Regions from separate parts of the Zea mays genome. Here all the other regions are linked to region 3. A link is a contact called in public Hi-C data. All regions are on one chromosome and are shown on one strand. The core of a region is the stretch at or near the end of the contact, and the rest is flanking DNA. Distances in the headings are between cores, read along the strand shown. Region 1 holds the start of LOC100194191 (GDSL esterase/lipase). Region 2 holds the start of LOC100193972 (peptidyl-prolyl cis-trans isomerase FKBP43-like). Region 3 has its middle 57 kb from the start of LOC103632521.

The links. Hi-C and Micro-C count contacts between places; a contact is called where the count stands out from the background.
Region 1: a contact with region 3 is called in a Hi-C map of leaf, with 4 times the contacts expected there. The contact joins the promoter of LOC100194191 here to the enhancer-like site in region 3. A contact is called at or near these places in 2 of 25 Hi-C or Micro-C datasets (ear and leaf).
Region 2: a Hi-C map of leaf shows a contact between it and region 3, with 5 times the contacts expected there. The contact joins the promoter of LOC100193972 here to the enhancer-like site in region 3. A contact is called at or near these places in 3 of 25 Hi-C or Micro-C datasets (ear, endosperm and leaf).

Annotation. Positions count from the first base shown.
Region 1 is chr7:84,253,476-84,258,141 of Zm-B73-REFERENCE-NAM-5.0, reverse strand. It overlaps LOC100194191 (GDSL esterase/lipase), which reads right to left and starts at 3,308. Exons shown (of 4, transcript NM_001139236.1): 1 at 2,945-3,308; 2 at 2,734-2,867; 3 at 2,378-2,641; 4 at 1,541-2,280. The coding sequence starts at 3,197. The coding sequence ends at 1,795. It overlaps LOC103632524 (a long non-coding RNA gene), which reads left to right and starts at 4,419. Exons shown (of 5, transcript XR_555993.3): 1 at 4,419-4,666.
Region 2 is chr7:84,300,098-84,305,064 of Zm-B73-REFERENCE-NAM-5.0, reverse strand. It overlaps LOC100193972 (peptidyl-prolyl cis-trans isomerase FKBP43-like), which reads right to left and starts at 2,438. Exons shown (of 11, transcript NM_001139040.2): 1 at 2,299-2,438; 2 at 2,068-2,139; 3 at 1,914-1,987; 4 at 997-1,232; 5 at 738-916; 6 at 1-238. The coding sequence starts at 2,080. It also overlaps the pseudogene LOC103633970.
Region 3 is chr7:83,864,989-83,869,767 of Zm-B73-REFERENCE-NAM-5.0, reverse strand. No RefSeq gene overlaps it. Among protein-coding and RNA genes, the nearest start is that of LOC103632521, 57 kb to the right of the region's middle. Within about 2 kb of position 1,902, at least 13 of the 20 cell types and tissues checked have an H3K27ac peak or open chromatin away from gene starts, as enhancers often do. A contact at or near this core is called in ear and leaf, where this site is marked.

The DNA.
Region 1 (4,666 bases), core at 2,059-4,558, 390 kb before region 3:
AGTACACTCCGTACTCAGGGTTTTCGAACCCATGTTGTTGTAGGTGATGAAACAACCGAGTTTTGTTGTTCCTGCTCAAAGGTGGTGCCAAAGCAGGAGGAAGATCAATAAACTTATTTGGGGGGATGTTTTGCCTCCCAGTTATGTAATAATAAGTTCCACACTCGTACACCTGGCTATGTAATAATTACTCTCTCTATATTTTGATATGAATGTAAATTATATTATTGTAATCCTTTCCGCTCGTTCTCTTCTCCGATTATGTGTAATGTCCGTGTGACGGGTTAAGCGCTCTTGGGCGATATGATGAAGATACAGATAATCGAACTTGCCGAGTCATTATGCGCACCTGCATGACTGTCTGAGGTCCTTAGGACAAGGACATCTGTAGGTGGGTCTAATACCTTGGGAGGTTCCGTGACAGTAACCCCAGGAGCTGGTTTGGCATCCTTTCTTTTATTTCCGTCTTTGGTTTGGCATTCTACTTCCTTTGGTTTCGAAAACAAATATAATATTCCTGACTATTTCAAAAACTCTTTGACCTTTATTGTTACCCGATGGAGCAGTAGAATGTAGTTCATCATTATTGTCGAAGTACTTATCCATTTTTCTCATGCAGTACCTGTGTCCTTCCAATAAAAATTGGTTGTGCTGCATGTACAATATCTTCTTAAATGCAGAAAGGGACACATAAGTAGTTCCATCAATGTATACTATGCAACCAACCTTTCCCTTAATCTGGTCTGATAATGTGAAGAAGGTAGGGTAATCGTTGATCGTAACAAAAGATTTGCTTTCAACGTGAATGAATCTTTACGTTACTCATTCAATATTTGAACACCAGTTTCCCACGATATTTTCATATCCTCCATTAAGGGCTTCAAAAATACATCCATGTCAACTCCAGATTGTGTAGGTCCAGAAATAAGGATGGTTAACAAAATATACTTTCGTTTATGCATCAACTATGGAGGAAGTCACATCATCTTTTGTGACGTGGTAGGTGGGAATCAAACCCACAACCTCACCCTCCACCTATGACGTGATTTCTGTCTATATTGCAGTTTTGTTGCCCATATATTAGAACAATCCAACTATAAATTGACTATTTGAGGTTGTAAACGAATTCAAACGAAAAAGTTCTCAACTACAAAGTTTTAAAACTTTTGAAGTTCTATAACTTTTATTTTGATACTTTTTCTATCCGAGGTTGTTTGCAAAATTTGCATTTTGAATTTCACAAATTCGAATGCAATTTTTGAGAGCCGAGGTGATTTCAAATGAAAAGGTTGTCAACTACAAAGTTTTATAACTTTTCAAGATTTACAACTTTTATATTGTTAGTTTTATCATTCGAGGTTGTTTGTGGCTACGGTTTCTTATGAAAACCGTCACTAGAATTCGATTTCTAGTGACGGTTTCATAAAAAATCGCCACTAGAATTCATGAATTTCAATAGACGGTCTTCTTAACGAACCGTATGTAGAAATATGATTTCTAGTGTCGGTTTTATTAAGTAACCGCTATTACAAATAACACTGGCGACTGAATCCGTCTGTGAAAATTAAATCCACCGCATGCTTTGAGCTTGAGGGTTTCTCTTACAATTTCAGGTCAAAAAAACTTTCATATTATTGTTACATAGTGTTCCATAGACATTAAATATACTATACGTATAAACTTGAAGGTTGGAAAATAAATTAATTAAGGGATAATAATTAAGGATAGGCCCTGTGTATATACTCGACGTACGGTGGTTTTCCTTTGTTCTATCCATATGAAGATCATCATAATTCATAAACTGGTGGAAGCCAGCTGCTTGAAGTTGATGGGCGCTGTGTATCGGCCCGGGCGGCTGTCGTAGAAGTTTTGCGCGGTGAGCATCGCCCCGCGCTGGCAAGGGTGCACCCTGTCCCAGAACGCGTGCTGGTCGCGGTTGCTGCACACCGTGGCGTTGGGCAGGCAGTCCGCCTCGGCGCCGAACCTCCCGCCCCCGCAGCACGCGTCGGCGACGTCCGTGTACCCCGACGCCCCCGGGTCGTCGAAGGTGGCCATCGACAGGCCGTAGTAGTCGGCGAGCGAGTAGGTGAAGCCCGGCAGGCGGGAGGCGAGGCTGGCGAGCAGGACCGCGAGGGCGTCGTCCAGGCCCGACGCGAGCTCGTTCAGGCCGTCCAAGCACGCGCCCGTCTTCGTCCCGCCGGACAGCCGCGCCACGGGGACGCAGCCGAGCAGCCCCACGTTGATGATGGCGAACTTCCTCGCGCCCATGGTGTGCAGCTCCTGCAGTGCATGAATGATGGATGTAATGTATATATCGATCTTCTTGATTGCTCCGATCCGCCACATGCGTACGGAATACATAGGAGTGCATACTTACAGTGATGGTTGCTGAGTAGTTGGAGATGAGGCTTGCGTAGAGCGTGGCGACGTCACGCTGCTGGTCGGCAGCTGACTTGTTGTTGTGCGCAGACGCCTGCGCGGTGGCGAAGACGAATAGGTCGTTGCTGCCGACGCTGAAGAGGAAGACGGACCTGGAGAGCAGGAGGTGGGTCGCACGGGAGCCCAGCTTCGTGACCAACTGTGCCTTGGTGGACTTGAAGTACTGCACCTGCTTCGACAATGGGATGTTGTTGCCCGCGTTCTGCATTTCAGGTCGTAATTACATTTTTGATCTCGCTATATCTGATAAACACACACACACGATGCATGAATGAAATAACACTACTGTATTACAGTGGAGTCGAGGATCCCAGCTCCTCCGGAAGCATAGCTGACACCGCTGCCACGAGCTGTGAGGACCAGACGGCCGGTGCTAGGTGCCAACGACAGGTATGGCGGAGGACTAGACGCGAACCCCATGCTCTTTGCTGCACATCCATGCAAGCATGTATGTAGCGCGTATACAAAAAAATAAAAACATGCAGGAAATGTATTGTTTTGTTACCGAGGTAGTCAGCGATGTTGTAGCCATTGCTGAATCGTCCAGTGGGAACGGAGCCCGGGAAGTCGATACCGTAGTAGGGCTTGTTGGCCTGGGGCACGCCCGGCCCCGCCAAGTAGTTGTTGTTGCCCACATCCAGCGTGGAGTCCCCGAACACAAACATCGCCGGCGGTCGGCCACCTGCAGCTGCAGAAGCAGCGACGATGGCCGGCGCTTGCAGGGACGATAGCACGAGCAGGCACGGCAGCAACGACATGGCTGAGTGGCTGTAGCCCACCACCACCACCACGGTGGGTCACTGGTTCTAAACTTCTAATACAGCTACCTACTACTAGCCCACACTGAAAAAGCTGTGAGTTGTGTGGAGTTTGGTGGGTGAAAAGGGATCAGCTACGTGCTCCTCCTTATAGTCGAGGCCGTGCGAGTTGACTGATCGTATCTCCCTACTGATTCTCTGCCGGGCACGCATAAATAGTCGTTGACTGCTAGAAGGGGAAAACAAAAATGAGCAGGTCCTCGTCATCGTGTCGTGTGTGCATGTGCAATAATAAGGCCGGCTGGGGCGGCAGCTTTCGACGTTGCTGCAATATTCTGATTTGATAGATTTATATGCCACAACAAGAGGAACAACCATTTTCGCCGGTTGGCATTATTTTCGCCGACCAAATTTCAGTCATCGAAAATAAATTTTAATTTTCGTCGGCTAACAAAAATCGTCGAAATTTAATGTAAAAACGACGGCATGGTACATAAGAGCATCTCCAATAGTTATGTAAACAAATCCTTAAATATGAATTTAACAAGTTTTCAAGAAAAACTCTTCTCCAACAGTTATGTAAATCAGTTCCCTAAATTTACAAACTCCCTACAAAACTCAATTTCATCCCTACATTTACCAACCTTGTTGGGACTCCCTAAATCAACGTTGGTAATAAATCCATCGTGAAAATCACACTTTTACCATTGTTTTGCGTTGTCCCACTGTCCTGTTGACCACAAATCCATCGGGAGCGCCCAGATGTCTTGATGTCGTCACTGCTACACAACCTCTTACGTCGAGGCGTCGTCAGAGCACATCCTGTGATGTCTTCACGCCATCACCGTGACGGTCTGATCTTCCATCGGTAACTTCGACCTCTCAAGACATCAGAGAAGATTGTTGATATTGATTTCTACCGCCGACTCAGTTAAAAATAGAAAGCATGCTCGCTTATTTTATATTGACATAGACAACTTTTAAAATTAGCAACCAATAAATAGGGAACTGTTGAAGCACATACATTTTTCTACTTCTTAAAGTATTTTAGGAACTTCTTAAATCTATAATTTAGGGTGCTAAATTTACATAACTATTGGAGATGCTCTAATCGCAGAAAGTTAACGTATTTTCAGTAGCCACCTCAATGGCCACCGAAGGTTAACGTTTTTATAGGCCCCGTGACCTCCTCTTTCTCTCTCTTCCCACGTGCACTTTCCCCATGTCGTCTCTGTGCGCCACGCACTGTGGCCTTTCTCGACACCTGCCATATCACGCCGTGTTGCCCCCACCCGCGGTCGCCACCGCCGCATAGCGCCGCCTCCAGCCGGCCCCGTCCGCGCCCTCCTCGCCGGAAGCCCATGGTCGTGCGCCACCGCCACGCCGCACTCTCCTCGTCGAGAATCCACGCTGGCTCGCCGCACTGGCCCCGCCCTGACCGCTAGTGCCTTGCTGGGCCCTCCTCGCTG
Region 2 (4,967 bases), core at 1,189-3,688, 430 kb before region 3:
GCAAGAGAAATAGGTACATTATCATCTTCATCACTGTCACTATCAAATATTGAAGCTCTACGTTTGACAACAGGTTTTGTGACAGGAGTGTCATCATCACCACTATCAGATATTTTAGGAGCACAGCGCTTCGCAACATGTTTCATGACTGGAGTATCATCATCATCGTAATCAGTGCTACCTACTTGGTGCTTCTTCAAGCGCCGCCGTCTTTCAGCATTTTGAGTCGTTTTTTCAGCTAATTACACAAAATTGGAAATTTGTTAGAGAACATGAATATAGAACTGTAGGCAGGTATCTGTATTAAACGTATGGAAATGTACAATGGCTATATGTAAATAAACATGCAAGCAGGGGCGAAACTAGGCATAAGCTATTCTTGTGCATGGATAGTAAATATCTAAAACATTGTATGGTTAAAATGAGCTAGTTGATATTGATTTTTTCCCTTCTCCCTGGTGCATGTGTACCACCATAGGACACTCTAGTATCACCCCTTTAAGAAAACTGCTTAGACAGATAAGCACACATAAAGAAAGAAATTAAGTATAATGGTAATAGTAAGAATATAACAACAAAGGCAATGTTAAATTCACATCAAAGTCAGAAGCTATCTAAGTGATTGTCCAACAGTACAATATTCTGGTTCAATGCAGGTACATATGGTTCAAGATATGTAGGATCAGGTCCAGACAAATATCAAATAGTAAAACCAGTTACATGGATCAACCTTTTACCTTTTTGTCTGTGGCATCGTTGGGTGCACTCATCATCACTGTCATCTATAGAACCAGACCCATACTTCTCAGATAATGGAACTTCACGATCATCAATGAAGTCAGATTCATAGCTGTCCTCACTGGTATCATGCTCCTCATCGGTGCTGGAGTGCCCAATATCTTCCCCATAAGATTCTCTAGTTACATGTTAAGGATGACTTCACAGTCTGAAAGTTACATAATTGAAACAAAGACATTACACTATTGAAATGGATACGATTCATCATCCCCCACATTAGACCTGTTGCTTGCACAGACATAGTATCCAGAGAGATGTATCGAACTATGACCAATTACTGAGAAGATAACATCATCAACCTCCTCAAACTCAACCTCTAGATGGCATGTCTCGGCCAATTTCGGATTTAGACTACAAAGTTTGATGGGAATCTTGTTGCCAACATTGCATTGCAGCACCGTCCTTGCAGCAGCATCACAGTTGCCCAGTGTAGCCTATAAAAATTAAAAGATTTAGTTACAGACACATTCGATACTGTTAAAAAGGGTGGTGCTTAGAATTGAAGTTTTGATCCCTCCCAAGTACATTCATTCAATTCCAGCGGCAAGATAGGAATAGTTAACTGAAGTATCATATAGTAACCAAATGAAAAGGAACTAACAAGGCATTCAGCTCCATTTAGTGCAGTGTAAATCTAAATTTTATATCGATCTTAATGTTTAGTTCAAACAAGCTTCGTTTAATGCAGTATAACCATATTTTTTTTATTGATTTTAATGTAGCAAGGTCATGTAACCAAATAGGCTGACTGGAAAACATTTCTGCATCAGAAGACAATCAAAAGCAATTACACTCATAGAATATACCATCCTGATTTCAAGACCTTCTCTGTTATGAAACATGATAGATAGAAATCAAACAGAACATATACCCATGCCAACAAAACCAAAGCATAGGAGTAGGAAACTACAAAGGGCAAAAGTCACACGTTAGTTGGACATAGGGGCAGTGCTTCAGTGAGGCAAACTCCACTAGATGTACACATCATCAACTAGCTAACCTTTGTAAATACTCAATCTATCAATCGTAGTTCATTGTTGAACTCCTGCTGGATTTACATGCAAGCTCTGTCACTGATTGGACAAATGACAAGTTTGAAGGAAAAAAAGCCCAACCTGGCAAATGCGGAGGCGGCCATGGTCAGCGTGATGGATGTGGGTGTAGGGCTTCCCGGGCTTCACTTCCACCCCTGCATCCATCAATCGGACAATTCATCGCGTGCCAAGCAGATAACAGATGAAACAAACTAAACATGGCAAGGACGCTCACCCCAGAACGCCATGACTGGGATGGATTGGGGGATTCGCGGAAGCCGCAACTCCAACGAACGCAACTAGCAGCCTGCAGCCAATCCACGAAAAGGACATGTTAAGCTGTACAAGAACAATAGTATCAAGCAATCACCCGGGAGGCGGCGCGCTGGTCGAGTGTGAGGTTTGGGAGTCGGCGGCGAGGGACAAGGGTTAGGTAGGCGACGACGGCCGGCGGGAATAGATGTACCTTGACGTGGGTCGTAGCCCAGATGAGTCGCAGCGGAGTCTGCGGAGATGGTTGCAGGCTCGCAGCGCCGCCACACCTGCTTCGGCGCGGGGCAGCAGGGGGGGGGGGGGGGGGGGAGTGCAGGGATAGGAGAAAAGGGGTTTATTGATGATGGCCGAGGGCAAATAGTCAAATAATCTCTAATACTTATTAAGCCGGTAAGGGTAGTCTGCTGTTCTGTCTTCGTTCAATCTGGATCGTTCATCGCGGTTGTTCAATCTTGATCGTCCATCGCCATACTAACCTGCTAGTCGTGCCCTTTTCACCCCGTCCCATCCGCGCGCGCAAAAATTCGACACAAGTTGACAATACCAAGAGCTGATTACATGAGCTGACGGCTTCCTCTGTAGCAGGAAGGTTTATAAGTTGCTACCGCAATCTTTGGCTGGCCGATATAATACAATATATTTGCGCCACGATAGCCTGCTTGTGCTGCGTTATTTGGTTAACGTATGAGGCATATCTATCAATTAAATTATATAATGCCCATCTAGGAAAAACCCTAGAGACTTCATCCCGTAGGCAGTCGCGATCCGTACGCCGTCGCTGCTCCTGCCTGAGACGTCGGGCGTGTGCCTCCATTCCTTGATCCTGATTTCTGCCACAGTTTGACTTGTACTTGACATGATTCATCCGCCGACGACAGCCCAATCAGCAATCAACGGACCAATCCATTGTTTTCCCTTTTGAGGTACGTTTTGATTTTGTAGTAAACTGCAGACCGCACACAGCATTCTATTCTAATCTAGCGCCTATCAATTCCGTAGCATATTAGCATTTTTATTTGTTCATGGAGACATGAACGAGCTCCCTCAATATGATGTTGGATTGTTTATTTGTTTTCTATTCTGAACCTGTACGTGCTAGGCTGGTTGGGCTCCTCCTCTACTTATTTTATTTTTTATGTATTAACTAGGTGAGTGTCTGTGCGTTGCAACGGGAACATATAATATCACAGCAGCTTATATACGAATGTGTTTTATACTGTTACGAGAAAAGGTCCTCGAACACCAGGTGGCCTAGGCTACGGTGACGGAGACGTTGCCGACATGGCAGCGCATGAGGTCGTGCCACCAGAGTAGGTCGTCGCAGCCCTTAGAGTCGTCCCCAGAGGAGACCGCGGCACCAGGAGCCAATGAGGTGGGCCAGACCCGCCACACACCGAGAGGAACCTGTGGAGCGGGCAAGCATGCTCCTGCCGCATCGCCGCCGACGGCGTCCCCGAGGCAGCACGGGCTGCGGGGGGAGGGGGTCAGTTTTGGTGGTGTGGGGAGGCGAGGGCGAGGGTCGCAATCAGCCGTATACAAGAAGAATGGGGGCGGGGACGGAATGGAACGACGAGCGACCCGAATGGGCGGAACTATCGGCACGGAGTTCGTGGGGGGCGACAGCGAGGTTTTTGGGGCAACGAGCGGGCGGGGACGACAATTGGGAGAACAAGGGCGAGGGGGCACCGGGGGAAGGGCGTGGCCTTGGCCCCTGTGCACGCCCTCCTTTGCCTCTTAATAGGAGTAGAGATATGATTTTTATAAATAATATTTAGGTGCTCGTACGTTGTTACGGATCCTATATATCACATAAATAAACCTTGTTTAATTGGGATAGTGCAGTCCTACACTTAAAATCAGGTGGTAACAAATTAGAAAAGCAAAGAAGATCCATACATACATGCTACTTGTGAAGGATGTGCTGGATGTACATTTGTGCAAATAGATATATTTGAAATTGGTATTGCCATTTTTATAAAAAGGTTTTTATACCTTAAATTTTGCAATACACCCGTAAAAAAGAAGTACTACTCTAATAAAATAGACAATCATTTATTCACAGGATGTGCTACAGCAGCAACTACAAGGAACAAGTAAAGCAGCAACCAACCTGACTGCATCTTCTGCACCTTTTAAGACCAGCCGAACAAAATATATCGTGATGCTCAACTATACAAAACCAACCCGATAATCTTTTCTTTATTGCCTAAATCTGAGTTGATTTTAAAACCTTAGAAATTTCATGTGTGGTAGTGGAATTAGCTAACAACAAACGACTACCACGCCAGCTTTTAAGTGTGGTACATAGATCATCTATAAACTGAAAGCAAATACTACTAAGACCAAAACCTCGCCACAAACTTTAGGAGCATACAACGCTCTGTTGGCTTCAATCCTTTGATGACCTACCGAATGAGTTCAGACGTGAGAGCCATATATAAGCAATAATTTATTTTCTACTGGTAAATAAAAACAGTTATTCAATAAAAATGGGATGAAATACCAGCACATCATACATACCAACCATGTAGCACCGCCTCGAGGATGCGATTGGTTAGGTTTTTATTACCAGTACAATCCGCAAAGCACGAGAACTAATAAAAGAGCAAATAACCAGCTTTGGAATGACCTTTGCTGCTACAGTGTTACGTGGACTGTACTCTGGAGTAATTAGTAGCCTCCACTCCGATCCCTGTTGCCGACGACGACATGCATGTCTGCCAGCAGAACCCCAGGGCCTAGCCTCTCCTTCTCCAGGTCATACTCCACGAGGTAGTTCTACTGCTAGAAGCTACCAAGGATGATGGTCGGGTCGTATCCCTCATTTCTAGCCCCGGAGCATCCAAAGTCGGTGATTACTAC
Region 3 (4,779 bases), core at 653-3,152:
AACCGTTGGTCGAGGATCAAGAGTCCAACATGGTTTAGCCGAGGCGTTAACCCTCCATTTAATCTAGGCCACCAGTGGACAGATCAACGGCTACCATCAGCCCCAGTTGACGATCAAATCTCCACTGTTTAAACGCAGCATCAACGGTACCTGGCCAGCGCTCCTTCTCTGGTCCCAAGCCCAACGGCACACAGAGCGCAGCCATGGCGCAGCCGCGGAATACGCTGATACGTAGGGATGAAAACGGTTTCGGAATTTTTCGGTATTCCGGAAACCGATTTCGAAATTTTTCGGTCGGATTCATCGGTAACGGTATTTTTCGAAAACGGAATCGGTTTTCGGAATTTTCTATCGGTATCGGAATCGGCGTGGTGTTTTACCGACCGTTTCCTTCGGTTACCGGTTTTTGTCGGAAATTACCGGATTTGTGTCTCGGAATTTTCCGGAATTGTGTCTCGGAATTTTTCGGAATTGTGTCTCGGAATTTTTCGGAATTTTCCAGCATGTGATTTTTCGCATCGCCTGTACGTCTCTAGATAAGGATTACTTATTTTTGTATTTTTTGGACACCTTTAGATTTTTTTTGGATAGATGGTGTTGGAAGGCAGTTGAGATTAACGATTTGGTCTTTTCCACAAACTAGGTTTTAGGGTTTTCCTGTGAGGTTGTGAAAAACTCTTTAGGAAAAAAATATTTCATAAGTAAGCATGTCATGTCAGCTAGATCGAGTGGATAATGTGAATTGTGAATTTTGAGTCTATGAACTTGTGATCTTTATGAACTTGTTATACTGCGAACTTGTTATATTGTGAACTTGTGGTCTTTGTACACTTTTTATATTATAAATTTGTGATCCTTGTGAACTTTTTATATTGTGAACTTGTTATATCATGAATTGTGAACTTGTGGTCTTTGTGATCTTTTGTCAACTTTGTTGTATTATGAAGTTTGATATATTTACCGATTGTACTTTAGATTCCGACCGTTACCGGTGTATTTTCCGCACCAAACTTTCATTTCCGATGTTTCCGAAATACCGATATCGTTTCCGTTTCCGGAGTTACCGTTTTCGATTTTGTTTCCGATAAAAAATATGAAAACGGTAATGATTTTAGTGTTTACCGACCGTTTCCGACCGTTTTCATCCCTACTGATACGGCACCCCGGCCATCAGCACGACCCTCAGCTAAGCGAAAAGAGAATGCGGTGACAAAGGGCATTACGAGGTAGTCGATCTTACCTTGAATTGTGTGCAGAAGCACACACCGACGATGGGAGGTGGCATCGCCGCGGCCAGACTGCTCCACGATGATGTTGGTATTCCAGCGAGAGATTCTAGTGATGCCGAGGCCCCCTCCGGCTAAGTGATGCTACGGATGCCTTCCAGACGATCAAGTGCTAGCCCTTGACTCCCAATGCCATCCACGGCACGCAAACGCCACACAACCAATTTCCCCCGCAGCGGCCCTGATCGTGGCACGAGGCGGTCTTGTAGCAGTCCATTTGCTTCAGCGAGCAATCCATCCGCCCAAGATGATACTCTAGACTAGACTAGACTAAGCCATGTGCACATCCGCCATGATTGGGCGAGTCACCACGGCTGCTTCACAGAGGCTCGGCGACAACCAAGGCGCGGGTCGACGCAAGCTACTTCCCTCTCTGCCTTCTTCTTGCTTGGCGGCAGGGCTCTCGTTGCTGGTTAATGGGTTGGACAAAGAGGGGGAGGCGAGCTCGGTACTTATATCCGTACCAAGGTGGAGCCGCTTAGAGGCATCCGCATGGCGAGGATCTTCGGTGGTTTACCTGAAATCCGATCCCGACGCGCAGCTATGGTTTGTTACGGTGGATAAGCAGGACAATGGAGCTGACGAGGGAGGCCCACGCGGCAGTGGCATTGGGGAAGAGAAAAAAAGGAAAAGGGAGAGGAGCAGTGGGCTGCGCGGGAGGGCGATCTGGGTTGGCTAAGTTGAATTCGGCCCATGACCACGTTCCTTCTCTCTTTTTTCTTTTCTGTTTTTAAGTTCCAATTTCCTTTCAATTTCCTGTTTTCTATTTCAATTTAAATCCAAGTTCGAATTTGGTTTAAATTGAGTTTTAAATCTGGGTTTCCAGTTTCCTAATTCCAAATAAATGCACAGTCAAAACTTCAATATGAATGCATGAATATACTTTTATTAATCTATTTATTATTTTATTTATGAAAATGCTTTTGAATATGTCACTTATATACTCCAAATTGTAATTTTTATGAAAGTAATTTCTAATATATAACTTATGTTAATTTAGACACTTCAAGGAAGTATTTATAAATACACTACTCATATAAGGGTCTTTTTATACAGTCTCCTAAAAATTATTTAAAGGAAATATGCCTCTTTTAATAAGATAGATAATTATAATGGCTCCTTTATTATTTCTCAACTGACTAGGGTTTTAGGAGCTAGATTCCAAGGTTTACATACGGTCGCCAAGTTAAACCGTTGGATATAATGTGATCGTCGTAGATTTCTCCGTTTCTTGTGCATAAGGTTAAAAGGGTATTAGAGTCTAGGTGAGATAGGAGTTGGGCAAATAAAATGAGTCAAATCACGTTACAGCACCATAGGCGACTCCAAGTTATGTAGCACATTATATTGTAGCATATTTTTCTATGACTAAACTTGCGACAATCATACTGTTGGAGGCCTGCTTCTTCGCCGAAGATCCTCTAAGCAAAAACACCTTCGGCAGGTCGGCACATAAGCAAACACAGCACGAAGGTGCAGGCCGAAGCTACGATCAAGGGAGCTTCGGCATAGTGACATGCCTTGAGACGAAGGTCTGCACCGACTTAAACAGGAAAAGACTGATTACTCCATTATAGTTTGTGTCATATTTATAATTATTTATCAAGGGCATGAATGTAATTTCGACCTGGCTGCGTCCCGTGCCTATAAATAGATGAACAGTAACCCCGTACTGTTCACGCTGACTTATATTCACTCGCGCGTCTCACTTGGATTTTTGCCTTCTGTCAAGCCGAAGGTACAAATGTAATTCAATGTTGTTCATATTCATGATATAATAAAGACATATTAATGATGTCATATGATTATTCATGTTATTTCTCATGTTTCATATGCTTCTACTTCCATTAATATTCATTGTGATGATGAAGGTATGTCTTTCATAACCTTCGTCTGAAGATCATTATATCCTAAGGGAGATAATGCTTTGGAGGACGAAGGACTTTAACTACTAATGTTTTATGTTGCCTTATTCTTAACTTATAGCATTTGAGAACAAGTCCCCAACATTGGCGCCCACCTCCGGTGAACTCACTTCCACAATTGAGCTGATGGCTTCGTTCAGCAACCAAGTTGTAGCACCTTTGGCTACGAAGCTGGTGCTCCCAATCACGGGTGATTCAAGTGCAGAGCCAGCCAATAAGAAGCAGAAGAAGGAAGCATAGAGAAGAGTGCAACATGTTGGGGTGCAAGGACCCTTCGTCAGGTCCAAGTGGTCTCACATCCCAATCACCTTCTCCCAGGAGGATCTTCAGCTAAAAGACTATCCTCACAATGATGCTATGGTCATATCTTATGTCATCAAGGGATTTCTAGTCCACAATGTTCTGGTTGATACAGGAAGTGCGGTGGACATTATATTTGCAAAGGCCTTCAAGCAGATGCAAGAACCAGAGGACAAGATTCATGATTCTACACACCCTCTTTGCGGCTTCGGAGGACGGCAGATTGTAGCACTTGGCAAAATCACAATGCCAGTTACCTTCGGCTATGTCCACAACACAAGAACTAAGCAAGTTGTTTTTGACATTGTCGACATGGAATACCCATATAATGCAATCATTGGTCGAGGGACACTCAATGCCTTCGAAGCAATACTTCATTTAGCATACTTATGCATGAAGATACCTTCAGAACAAGGGCACATTGTTGTCCATGGAAGTCAAGAAGATGCTAGAAGAGCTGAAGGGAGTTGGACAGATTGAAAGGCAATACACAACATAGATGGAGCCGAAGCTTGTCAACAATATAAGCACAAAAGAGAGAAGGCTGCTTCGGCAGATCAGTCGAAGCCTATGCTTTTATGTGAAGACATAGCAGATCAAAGGGTATTGCTGGTGTCTCAGTTATCTGATGAGCAGGAAAAAACTTTGATAAGATTTTTGTTCAACAACAAAGATGTCTTTGCTTGGACAGCCAATGATCTTTGTGGTGTCAACAGAGATGTCATCGAGCATTCACTTAATGTGGATCCATCCTTCAGGCCAAGGAAGCAAAGACTTCGGAAGATATGTGATGATAAAGCTGAAGGTGCTCGGAACGAAGTAAAGAGACTTCTCAGTGCTGGTGTTATCACAGAAGTAACATATCGAGAATGGTTAGCCAACACTATTATGGTGAACAAGGCTAATGGCAAATGGAGAATGTGTATTGATTTCACAGATCTCAACAAGGCATGCCCAAAGGACGAGTTCCCATTGCCAAGGATAGACTCCCTTGTGGATGCAGTAGCTTCTTCGGAGCTCATGAGTCTATTGGACTGTTATTCATGCTATCATCAAATTTGGATGAAGAAGGAAGATGAGCCAAAGACCAACTTCATAACTCTTAGTGGCACCTATTGCTACCTTTGGATGCCTGAGGGGCTCAAGAATGCAGGATGAAGCTTCAGTAGAATGATAGCCAAGGTCCTTCACTCTCAAATAGGCAGGAATGTGTTGACATATGTTGACGATATCATAGTAAAAAGCACGAAGCAAGAGAATCACATTGC